Linked DNA regions of Cricetulus griseus: region 2 is linked to region 1. Evidence: chromatin contacts called from public Hi-C data. All regions are on one chromosome and are shown on one strand. The core of a region is the stretch at or near the end of the contact, and the rest is flanking DNA. Distances in the headings are between cores, read along the strand shown. Region 1 holds the start of Atp5f1e (ATP synthase subunit epsilon, mitochondrial). Region 2 holds the start of Gnas (GNAS complex locus).

The links. A called contact is a pair of places that touch in the nucleus more often than the background predicts.
Region 2: a Hi-C map of fibroblasts shows a contact between it and region 1, with 2.1 times the contacts expected there. The contact joins the promoter of Gnas here to the promoter of Atp5f1e in region 1. A contact is called at or near these places in 5 of 8 Hi-C or Micro-C datasets (the CHL-YN cell line, the CHO-K1 cell line, fibroblasts and 1 more).

The regions. Positions count from the first base shown.
Region 1 is chr6:4,613,267-4,619,160 of CriGri-PICRH-1.0, reverse strand. Atp5f1e (ATP synthase subunit epsilon, mitochondrial) reads right to left here and starts at 4,065. Exons shown (of 3, transcript XM_027419855.2): 1 at 3,907-4,065; 2 at 2,655-2,781; 3 at 1,247-1,408. The coding sequence starts at 3,938. The coding sequence ends at 2,658. Prelid3b (PRELI domain containing 3B) reads right to left here. Exons shown (of 6, transcript NM_001246785.1): 6 at 5,162-5,799. The coding sequence ends at 5,677.
Region 2 is chr6:4,740,849-4,747,146 of CriGri-PICRH-1.0, reverse strand. Gnas (GNAS complex locus) reads left to right here and starts at 3,222. Exons shown (of 12, transcript NM_001244053.1): 1 at 3,222-3,456. The coding sequence starts at 3,318. It overlaps LOC113831188 (translation initiation factor IF-2-like), which reads left to right and starts at 450. Exons shown (of 4, transcript XM_035446568.1): 1 at 450-453; 2 at 587-731; 3 at 791-1,185; 4 at 1,384-2,065. The coding sequence starts at 450. The coding sequence ends at 2,039. LOC113831164 (a long non-coding RNA gene) reads right to left here and starts at 421. Exons shown (of 10, transcript XR_004770579.1): 1 at 1-421.

The DNA.
Region 1 (5,894 bases), core at 2,816-5,315:
TTAGTAACAGGCCAATAGTAGCTGGCTGAGGACCTCATTACTTGACAAGCTGTCCTGTGTCACCCTGAGGTGCTGGCCTGTGTTTATTTCATCCCAGTGTTGACTCTTTAATCTTATTAGATCAGAGTCTCAGAACTTTTGATGGACTGTCAATTCTCAGACTCTCAGAATCTTTGATGGACTGTCAACTCTTATTTGGTAACTTTAACCCAGTGGTTCCCCTACTAAGTGATTTCCAAAGCTGGAAATCCTTTAGCCCTTTGCTTATTAGTTATCATAGTTGTCCTATGGCCTGTGAGTCAGCTGTTTCCATTCCTGGTAATGGGAGATGCTTCTTGGGACATCAATCTTGGAGAAGGTGGTATGGAGTTGCAACTTCCTAACAACAGAACTTCAACCCCAGGCAGATTCTAGTGCTCCTACCCTTTCAGAGACACTACTGTCCCATTAAATCTGCTCTCTCTCCTTGAGCACCCTGTGCAGAGAATCTAATAAAACCCATAGGTCAAGTGTATTGAGGACATGGAGCAGCCCCCAGGAGCCAAGAGCAAAGATGCTTTCGTTGTCTTCAGCCTCATGTGAGCTGAAGCATGGATCGTGGTTGCTTTTCTGCTCTCCAGAAAGTTACAAGCAGTGGCTCTACTTACAGCCAAGAGTGTCCATGTTATAATAAAGTCAAAAACAAATCACTTTGTTCCTAAACATTTAAGTAAAAAATGAATGGCCATTCAAATATCATCAGACTGTCCTATTTACTGCGCCCAGACTGGTTAAGAATCACAGGTTTTAATTGCATCAACACAGGACACAAGGTATTGACTGGCTCTGCCTCATTGCCGGTGAGAAATGCACCCAGAAAATAATAAAAGGTGAAAGGCATTTTGTCTAGATAAAGTCTAATGTTAATGGCTCCTCTCAACAGTTGTGTGTGAACCAAGATGAGGTATACAATTTGTTCCTCTAATGTGTGTTCTAATTGTTTTCATTTGGGTTAGGGATTAATCGGAACCACCTAGAGCCACAGCTTTAATGTGAATTCAATTCAGAGACTAGACACAACACAACCTCCATGACAGTGTCAAATTTTCATCAATTATGCCACGACAAACATATACTTGGATACATTTAAGCAGTGGTTCCTTCCAGTAGCCCCACTGGTCATCGGATCTAAGCCTCCCAGCCTTCAGAGAAACCCTGGTTCACATGGTCACACTCAACACCACTGTTACAGAAACCAAACCCAACAGAGAGTGAAGCATGTCAATTTATTCACATCATCAAATTATCAGCAAGACACATGGTCTTGTGCCCAGGAGGTGAGGTTGATTTCAATCTGCCAAAAACATAACAGGTACCCACAGCTCCATCTTCACCTTCAAGGCTCAGCAGTTCATGCTTCAGTCAGGGTCTAGGAAGAAAAAAGAAAATGCAACAGTTTCTAGTTTGCTGTGTCTTCTTCATGTCCACCATGAACAAGAGAACCTACTTGCATCAGCAATCATAAGCCTGGGCTGCCTGTGAGCACACAGCCTGCAACAGGCACGTCCTTGAGTAAATCACTTCTACCGTGACAGGAACAGCTTTGTCCTATAGCCCTCTGCCCCCATGCCAGCAGACTGGCATGTTGCAAGACATTAAATAGGGGCCATACTTTGTTTGTAGGAGCCGGACATGCCTCGTTGAGTCCAAGGCTCTGACAAAACCAGAGGAGTCAGTCACAGATGGGCACAGTGTGACTGCAAGAGGGTGAGATGTTCTCACTCAGCTCACTGTGGACAACCAACAGCCCAACATAAAGAGGTTTTATATGCCCAAATTCTGCGATTAGAAAGACCCAAGAAAAGGGGTTCAACTCAAACACTGTACTCCCTGGTTTGTAATAAACTTATTTGCTAAATTCAAGATGAAAATGAAAATTACTTAGGGGGGAGAGTCTCAATCAGGCAAATTGCTCACAGCACAGGCCTTGGAGCACGAGTGCTGGACAGACACCTTGCAGAAGCAAAAGAAATATGAAGAACATCTCTCTGATAATGTGCCACGCTTATCTCTGAAATGACAATGTAAGTAAAGTAGCTGGGAGATCAAATCAGTCTGGAGAACTGCAGTCTGAACTCCCCGCCACAGCACAAGATTGCAACTTTATGTTCCCAACAGGGCTCACCTAGGGCTGGCAGCCCTTCTTGCTTGATAAAACAGCAAGCCCCCACCTGCAGGTGTGCCCGTATGTTCAGGAAGAAGCTATGTGTGAGGGTACCAGCAGCTATGGGGGAGGAACATGCAAGGAACCGCCACTTTTCATGCTCAAGACCCGTTACATAACTCCAATAGCAATTATGAAAGGGGAGCTTCTCCTCCCAATTATTTGATTTTGTGCAGACAGATGAACCAGGTTTAATTAAAATGAGATGGCTTTCTATCTGAGGGTTGCTAACTGCACTGAAAATCAATGTGCCAATTATTCTGCTTGTCAGCCCTGCACAGGGCCATCTTTCATCATGCCAGCAGATGTCTAAGACCAGCGCACTCTAAATCACTGCCGCACTAACCAGGGTCCACAGCCACCAACTAACCGAGAGGCAGTGTCACACTAGAGTGAGCTGTGGTAAGCTCTAAAAACTTGAAGAGGTGACCCCAACAAACCAGAGACTCACCGACTACTCCTTCTTCACCTTCACGATCTTTATGCTGCTCCCAGAAGTCTTCTCAGCGTTGGCCTTGAACTCGGTCTTCAGGGCATCCCTCACTGCCTTCGCACAGATCTGGGAGAACCGGATATAGCTGGCAAAGTGAGAGAGGATGAAAGCCTGGTTACCAACAGTGACACGGTGGTGTCACTGTGTGGGACATCTTGGTTTTCTTCCCTTACTATTAATTTTGGTTACTCACAATGGCAAAATTGGATTGAAAACTGGACAATACCAAAACTAATGATACAAAGGGGACAATGAGAAATGTGACCCCAGGTTAGCTGGTATTTTACTGAGAGGTCGTACCTTTTCAGATTAATTTAAAATGAAGGGTTAAAACAAACAAACAAACAAAAAACAAAAAAAACCCAGTGTAGGAAATAGAGCATTGTGTGAACCCCGCTCCCACATGATTGATTCCCCAGCTCATTTCTGTATGTTTTAATTACATTATTCCACTATTCTTACAGCATACATGTACATATGTGTGTGTGTGTGTATAAACATATATGAAACTTCTGAATTAAAACAGTGCTTTGTAAGGCCAAGTATCTAAAGGCGGTCCTGAAAACATTAGACTTTTGCCTTTTGTCTGTCAATACCTAACAAGGATTCCAAACTGAACTAAAAGTTCTCAGAGAGCATCAAGTACAGCCAAGGGGGCTCAGGCCAGCCAGCCAGCTTCCTGTCTGGTAGACATTGGTCTGTCAACACCTGATTCCAAAAGATGTCACTTTTCACACCTTCTGAAATCAGGGATGGGTGGTGGCTGTTTCTCCTGCTTTAGGATTGAGGTGGGGGGCTGGCACTCGGGGAGCCAGGGGTTTAACTTTTCCTTATGCACCTGCAAAGCAGCAGAATAAACTTGAGACCCGGCCTGCGGGGGCTGGGAGGAGGACGGGAGGTGACCTGACCTGGGCCCACACCGTTTCCCTCCACCAAAGCTCGCCTGACCTCTGTCAGGCCCCAGGCCTCTGACTCGGGGAAGGTCACGGTGGCCCCCGCCGGCCTCTGTGCAGGGGAGGGGAGCCCGCCCAGCCCGGGGGTGCCGTGCACTCGGCCCTCGTGGCGACCACCTCTGCTTGGCGCCCGTGACCCCTGACCCCGCGGAGAGCCTTGTCCACGGCGACGCCATCTTGGCGGGCCGCCGCGTGGCTTGGCCGTCGCGCGCGGGGCTGGCCGTCCGGCCTCCCCAGCGCCGCCCGCCCGGGAATACCTGAGTCCGGCCTGCCGCCAGTACGCCACCATGGTGTCGCGAGCGCGGCGCGTCGGGCAGGACCGCTGGGGGGGCTTTCAGAGTCGCCTCAGCCGGGACCGGCCGCGGGAAGGTCAGGCCTCGGGAGTAGCGGAAGGGGCGGGACGCGCGGACCCGTCAGTCACGGCCCGGAGCCAATCGGGGCGCCGGCCTCGCCCTCCCATTGGCCGAGCGGCTTCCGGAAGCCGCGGGCGCGTGGACACCTGGGAAAGTGAGGCCGCGGCCTCCCGGTCACCTTCCCAGGTGCTGCGGCAGGGGGCGTGGCCCCCGGGGACTGGCAGTCAGGACAGCCAATCGGCAGGCAGGGATGCACGGGGCGGGACGGAGGGCCCCTGACGCTGCTGGCTGTGCGGTGCTGTGGACAGCCACCGAGGACAGCCGTGCTGCAAAGTGAAGATGCGCATGATGCTCAACTGGAGCTTCAGCGTAGCCATCCCTGCGGGCGTGCGACACACCGCTGACACCTAGTAGTGTCCTCCTGACATCTAAAACATGCCTTTAGAGGTCACCTGTCCTTACAAACGTCCAGAGGGGTCCTAAGCCAGCATCCCAGCGCCGCTTAGAGGGCTCTGTGGTGCTGTTTGCCGGTTCACTGCCTCCGAGAAAACCAACCACCCCGACACAGGCACCACAGCAAAGACCATTAGTGCCCCCCACAGCCTGTGGTGTTCTCTGGTGTTCCCTCCCACCCCCTGTGCTTCTCACCCAACACCCCGCTGGAAAGATGAAAGGACCAGGATCTAGGTGATGACATCTGAGTCGCCTCAAATGATAGACAGCTCTTCACATGAAAGATGTTTTGTGGTCATAATTACCTCCAAATGTAATTATATTCAAATAACTCGACTTATCATGCCCTAGCAATTGCAAAGCCATGATTTTGACATGTGGCAATTTATAAGTAAATGTGAAATGCTATGAGATGTAACAGCCGCTCTTCTGTCTCAGTGTTCTGTTTAAGAGTGATACGACACTCAGGTAATGACTTTATTTTTCAGTTAACATAACCAGCCCACAGTACAGCATGCGAAATCACAAAGTACAAATTCAAGGAAGGGAATGCCTTTACTAAGTCACAAAACTTTGGCAAATTAATACAGTACCCGTTAATACAATAAAATACTTTTTTTTTTTTTTTTTTTTTTTTGCTGGAGTCATATATCACCTTAGTGCTAATTTGCACTCCAAAAATATCATTTAAGTACCAAATCCAAACACTGGTTTCCAAGAGGGCAAGTTATTTTATACAAATTAATGGCATTTGAAATTATACAGTTTCTTTTTTTAAAGTGAGTTCCTCGGGCAGGTGGTTCCAGTTCACAGCAGCGGGCAACTGTGTGGACTTGAGGGCGGCCGGCCTTTCTTCTGGTTGGTCCATACCCAGATACTGTTCCAGTCCCTGACAGGCTCTAAGATTCTACCTAAGGAGACTTGAGGTCAACATCGATTTCTTCTAAGTACTTAAACAAAAAACAAACAAACCCATGAATTGTTCACACGAACACAAGACTCTCCAGTCAGCTCCCTCAAGCCCTTCCACCTCAGACAATCACTTTGATTTAGAAACTCTCCATCTTTTGCTTTGATCAAAAGTCACAGCCTTACCCCAGCTCATTAAAAAAAAGAAATAATAAACTCTACCTAAAATAGCCGTATCTTTTAAATAACAAATAAATATGATGTCAGCTTGGAGAGTCCTGGGGCCCTGAAGCTGCACACCCATCTCCACTGTCATTTTTCCACCAAGGCTGCCGCGGCTGCCATCGGCGTCCGTATGCTTCCTCTTGCTGATGCTGCCAAGTCTTCAATCTCAGCGTTCAGTTTATGGATCACCCATTCCATTGCTTCTCGGCCCTTAAAAAGTGCAATACATTTATTGTTACTGGGAGCAAGTGTGTACATAAAGGAAATGGCAGCCAGAATAAGAGGGGGTGTTAGAGGCTAACTAA
Region 2 (6,298 bases), core at 1,973-4,472, 130 kb before region 1:
GAAGGTGGCTCAAAACTGCCCTTTCACTTAGCCGGTGCTGCCTACCATGTCAAAGCCTGGGGGCCAGGGAGTGGGGCGGGACACTTGTGAGTTTTGAAACGATTCTCCAAAAAGTTCATGTTCAGTAAAGTATTTTTTTTTTCCCTTTATTCTAGAGCCCCACATGGCTACCGCCTCTCCCACCTAGGAGGACTCCGCGTGCTCCATCTCCATCCAACACCGCCATGGCTCTTCTCCTCGGCTGTGGCCTCGCCTGATTAGTGCCGACTGCGTCTTCTATTCATGCTAGCTGTGTAAATGCTTGTGAGGAGATCCGAACCCCGTGTGGGGCATCGCGACTAATTAGCTCGTCGCCATCTACCTCCACGGGCACGCGCCACAGGGTGGGAGGGGTGGGCCGCCGTCGCCGCGTGCGCTATCTGGGAAGCTGAGGTAAGGAGGCGCATAGCATGGGTAAGCGTCGTCGTCCTCGTCGCATACTTTTCACGCTGCCCAGGGCTACACCACTGTACTGAAAATCGGGAGGCATATCTGGGAGGCGGGGTCGGGTGCCCACCGTCTTGGGGGCACCCGTGCCCTCCACCAGATTGCTCTCCACGCCCCCTACCCACACCAAAGGTACCGTCGCACCCGCCCTTGACCCCCGCCTGCGGCGCAGTCCATTTGGACGCGTCCCCGGTGGGCCGATTTTTCGCGCTTCCCCTTCGGTTTATAGGGGCGATTGCTTATGGGTTCGTCCTCTGAAGTGGCTGGGGCGTCATCAGGCTGGTTAGAAAAACCCGCTCCACAGCGGGGACAGTCAGTCGCGTCGGCACCGCGGAGCGGGCTGTGTCAAGTGGCTGGCCCAGCGGCGCTCGCCGGCTCCCTGCTCTCGGGCTTGGAGCTGCAGCACCGGCTGGAGCGAACCCTTGTCCCAGCTCGGGGCGGCGGCGGGCAGAGAGGCAGGCACTGCCTTGCGTGTGAGTGCATCTCACTCACATGTAAGTCGGGGAGCGCGGGGGCTTCCCGCCCAAGTGCGAGGTGCCTGGCACGGGCAAGAGCCACCGGGCAAGAGCCGGGACAGGGCAGGGGCGTCTGGCGCCGCTGTCCTGCCTCGCGCCTCCCGGGCATCCTCCAATTCTCTCTCTTCTCTCTTTTCTCCTCTCCATTGGCGTCCCCAAGAGCTAACCCAAGGAGCGCCTAAGGGTAACAGCAAACTGTTGTCATTTGCACCTTTCCACTTTTCTTTTTCTCGTGTTGTTTTTATTTTCTTTATTTTTTTTTCCCTTTGTGTGTTGTTGGGCATTTCTTGGTGCTTTTTGTTTTCTCCCTGTTGTTGGGTGCTTTTTGGTGTGTTCTCGCCCCCTTTTTCGTTTGCTCATCCTATTTGACGCTAACTCTTAGGCAGCCAGCTCAGCAGCCCCCTACGGTCGAAGCCCGGGGAAGCCGGACTCGGTGGCCCCAGGACAGCACAGCGGAGACTGCAACGGAGCCCCACGACACGGGGCGCACAGGAGCCGCGAAGCCCGAGGCCGGGGCAAAGCAGACCGCCCGGGCCAGGCGCGAGCCCAGCTCCCCGAGGTGGTCCGGTCACCATGCTGAAGATGGCCATGAAGCTGAGAGCCCGAGCGGCCCAGAGAGAGAGGAAGACAGCCGCGGCTGCCGCCGAAGTGGCTGCCGAAGCTGCCGTGGCGGCTGCGGCGCTGGCAGAGCCGCTCGCTTCGCAGAAGAACAAGGTCCCCGAGAAGCCCCCCAAGTCCGTCAAGATCCGCGTGAACGCCGTGCGCGATGTGCCGCCCGAAAAGTTGCTAACCGACAAAGAGCGAAAGAAGCTAGAGAAGAAGTTGCTAGAGCAGAAGAAAAAAGAGGAGAAGAAGAGAGAGAAGGAGAGGAAGAAGATCGAGAAGATGTTGAAGAAGAAGAAGAAGAATGTGCCAGAACCCCAGGTGCAGTTCCGAGGCCCAAAGGTCGCCGCCGCCGCCGCCACCGCAGGCGCAGACGGGGGCGCCGCGGCGGGCGCCGCGGCGCGGAGGGGGCGCCGTCGGCGGGGGCGTGAGTAGGGCCTGGGCCGAGTGGGACACTGACTCGGGCGAAGAAGATGCCTACTATGCGCCTCCTCGAGTTGGAGGCGTCGTGTGGCGGCCCGGGCCTGAGAAGGCTGGAGTAGTCAGCGTGCACATGCCCCTCGTGGTGTTCCTGGTGTTCTCCGTGCGAAGCCCCTCGTGGGTGCTCAACTTCCTGCTGCAGCGCCGCACAGATCAGGGCCGTGGCTGTGGCTTCGTGTTCGGGGCGACCTGCTGCTTCCGAGTGTTCCTGGGCTGCGCCTTCTTCTCCTTCCTGAGTGGCCGCACCAAGCGCGGAGGCAGAGGCCGTGGGCGATCCCGGGCCAGGGGCACCGGGCGCCGGGGGCGCGACGAGCGGCTCATCTAGTCAGACCCCCCACCCCCATCATCACCATCGTCATCCACATCGACATCGACATCGACCACCACCACCACCACCACCACCACCACCACCACCACCACCACTTCCACCACCACCACCATTGCCGTGTAGTGTGGGTCTTTATTAGTGCTTGTGTGTGGACACATTTTCCTTTTCGGTTGCTTTGTCCTTGGCTTCGTGCTCTCCTTGCTTTTTTCCACACTCCCTGCTCTCTGGCTCTCTCAGTGTCTCTCTCTCTCCTTTTCGAAATTTTCCTAAGTCCAGGCCCGCGCTCCCTCCCTTTCCGCCCACCCCGGCCCCTTGGCGGCGCCCGCCCGCCCTGCAGCAGGAGGAGGGGGATCCGGGCCGCCCGGCCCGGGGGTGGAGCGCTGGCATCGTGTGAGGGGTCGTCACCACCGCGGGGCCGCCCCCTCTCCCCCCGCCGCGCGGCCAGGCCCCGGCCCCAAGCCGCGGGTGGGGTGAGGAGGCGACCCCACTGTGCATCCCGGCCCGGGCTGAAGGTGGGTGCAGGGACCCGGCCCGGCCTCCGGGCACCGCCTCCCTGCGCCCGCCCCGCCCTCCGAGCCGCGGCCCTCCTCCTCCTCCTCCTCTTTCCACCCCCTTCGCCGCGGTCGCCTCCGCCTCCCCCCCGCTCCCCCCGCCCGCCGTGGCGCTTTTGGGTCGGGGCGTCGGGCCCGGGCCGAGGCAATAAGAGCGGCGGCGGCGGCGGCGGCGGCAGCAGCTCCCGCGGCTCCTGCTCTGCTCCGCTTCGGCCCCGGAGCGAGGAGCGGAGAGCCGCGCGCTTGCCTTAGTCCGAGCCGCCACCCTCCCCGTGTTCCCCGCTTTCCCGGCCCGCCTGAGGCCGCCCGCCCCGTCCCCGCCGCCCCGTAGCCCGGCCGCGCCCCGTCGCCGCCATGGGCTGCCTCGGCAACAGTAAGACCGAGGACCAGCGCAACGAGGAGAAGGCGCAGCGCGAGGCCAACAAAAAGATCGAGAAGCAGCTGCAGAAGGACAAGCAGGTCTACCGGGCCACGCACCGCCTGCTGCTGCTGGGTAAGGGCGGGGCGGGGGGCGCCGGCCCGGCCTGGGAGCCCCGCAGGGCACCCGCAAGGCCGCGCGCGCCGAGCCCGCCCCTCGCCCTAGCGCTCTGGCGCTCTTTCCCGGGCCCTTTGGCCCGCTGGGCGGTGTGTGTGCGGGGGGCGAGGCCGTCAGGGGGACCCCTGGGCGAAATTCGGCCGGGCGGGGGCTGCAAACAGGGCGTGGGTCCCCCTCGCTCAGTCTCGTCCCCTTAGCTGTCCTCACCCCCCCACCCCTGGCTCCTGGTAGGCGCGAGGCCTACACGGTGCCAGGGGCCGGGGTGCGTGTTGGAGGGGGAGGGGAGGCCCACGGGGCCCCTCTGACTGCGACAGAGTAGGGCCAGGGACAGGAAACGGGCTGGCGGGCCCAAGAAGGGGGACCCGCCTTGCTGGGGAGCGCTCTTTGTCGGGAGGGGGTCCAGAGAGAGAGGCAAGGGCAACAGGGGGACTCGGGGGCCTCGGCCAGGGAGGCTTTGGCGAGGGAAGTGGCTGCCTGGAGTGGGGGGGCGAGTGACATCAGCCCCTAGGAAAGGACAGGGCGGTAAAGGTGGTGCAGAGGGGGGGAGGGGGCGCGGGCGAGTCGTGGCGCCGAAGTGGGGGGGGCGAGGGAGGAGGGAGCGTGGCGGACTCTGGGCGCGACTCGGGGCGATTCGGGCAGGACTGACTGTGTGCGGAGCAGACGTGTCCTGGGCCAGGCCAGGCCGTGGAAGGAAGAGAAGAAGAATCAAATAAAAAAAAAACACCAAAAAATAAAAATACAAAAAAAAAAAAAATAGTACGCAGAGTGCCCAGTGAAGCCAAATGACACGTCATTTTACAGTGTGACCTTTTTCCCCCTTCTAGACTTGCAGGGTTTTTGAAAAGCAAAGAAGATTCACTAAATGGTAGCAGCTGCCCCCCCCCCGCCCCAGCTGTGCCCCCACCCATGTAACAAGCAATTAACACACACATTTTCCTGTTAGTGGGCCTCCTTCAGAGTGAAAACACAAAAGTGAAAAATAAAATAAAAACGTATTTTTAAAAGACTCACAAATAAGATAAACTGGAAAATGACATTTGTCTGTAAATGGCTTCTTGGTTTCGAAATGGCGTTTTAAAATTTTTTGTCCTTTTCAAGGTGGGGGGGATAAGCGCTCTGGGAAGACTTTCCTGGGTGGAAGCTGATGACAAGACATTAATTAGTTGTTTGTCAAGTGACATTTGGTTGTTTGGTTTTTCTTCTCTTTTTTTCACTGCGGGTTTTCCTCCTTGGCAAGAAAGAAAGAAGGAAAGAAAGAAAGAAAGAAAGAGAGAAAGAAAGAAAGAAAGAAAGAAAGAAAGAGGAAGAGAGAGAAGGAGGGAGTGGGATCCCCAAACTCCCTTTTTTCTTTTGAGGTGCTGGGTGGGGTGGGGGTCAACAAGCACACAGGCTCACACACACACACTCACAAAATTGTTGAGATGACCACGAAAACATTACACACCATTAATTAGAATGGAAGCTTTCCACTTCTTGGTATTTTGGCTATCTGGATAAATTTGTGAATATGCTGGGAGCATGGATGGTCACATTTCAACAAAATAGTTTAATTATCAAAAAATAAAATGTAGGAGGCTGTTGTTATTTGTGGTGCCGTTCGGTTTGATCTTTTTGGATGGGGTCAAGTCTTTGTTCTCCCTGGGCCAGATTTAGTAAAGCAGAAAATTATTAATAAGTGAAAATAACTCTCCTTGGTGTTGATCATTTGCAGTTTTAGTAATTAGAGGATATAAATGTGGAGTCTAAAACTTCTAAAGGCATAATTAGGCTGTAAATATTAATATGCTACAACACTTTGACTTCAAAGTACACACCTGGAAAAAGTCTAGAGTCTTCTATATGTTGTATCCTTACTGATGTGACTACTGATTTAACTCCAGGGTGATGTTAATGACACATTAAATTTCTAACACCTTTTTTCTTGTGTCTTTACAGTGATTTCAAGTGACCCCACTCATTTGAGACTATTGTTCTGACCCACCCTGCCTCTTCTCAAGTCTCCTAGTCTACATGGCTGCATTGTGCCACAATTAACTGATGACCTTTGGCATAGAAATCTGTTGCCCTGGCCATTGGCAATATTTTACATTCCTTAAAATGAAATAATTCCCCACAAAGGAAACTGAATTCCCCAACCCCCTTTTCTTGAGCCCATTTTAACTTTTGCCATGTAAATTAAGTTAATTACAGAACCATGAGAACCCTTTACAGTTATTTTCAGCCCAATTTTCTATTCTCACAAACGTGGAAACTGAGGCACGGGTTTAATGCTGTCTATAAAAAACAGCTGTCAGAACTTTTGACATTGCTAAGATTAGAACACTGAAGACCCCGACTAGTGCTCTGTGTTCCCTTCATGGGAACCCCCCCAATAGTGCCCTTTAAACTTAATTTATGTGAGTTTTGCTCATTAGGATGGTGTTTGCTTTGAAATCAATTCGTCTGTGGAAACCAATTTTAACTTTTACAGATATTGATTATAGCCTTGAGGAAAGGTAAAAGGGGGAGGAATGCTTTGTGATCTGAGTACCAAAACAAAAGTATATTTTAAAAGAAAAAGATTTTTAAAACCCTTCAGATTTATGTGGGAAGAGGGGGGAGTATTTTTGCAAAAAATAGTGCAGATGAGCTAGCTCTGTCTTGATGGAAATGGGGCGGTGGCGGCGATGGGGTGTGGTCGGGAGGGGGGTCTGTAAACTGTTTTTAAAAAACAAATGAAAGGTGATTTAGAGTGGAGGCTTGTGCTGCCTTTTACTCTTTTAGTTGGGAAAAGCCTAGAGTCTTCCAATGTAGGGGTTTT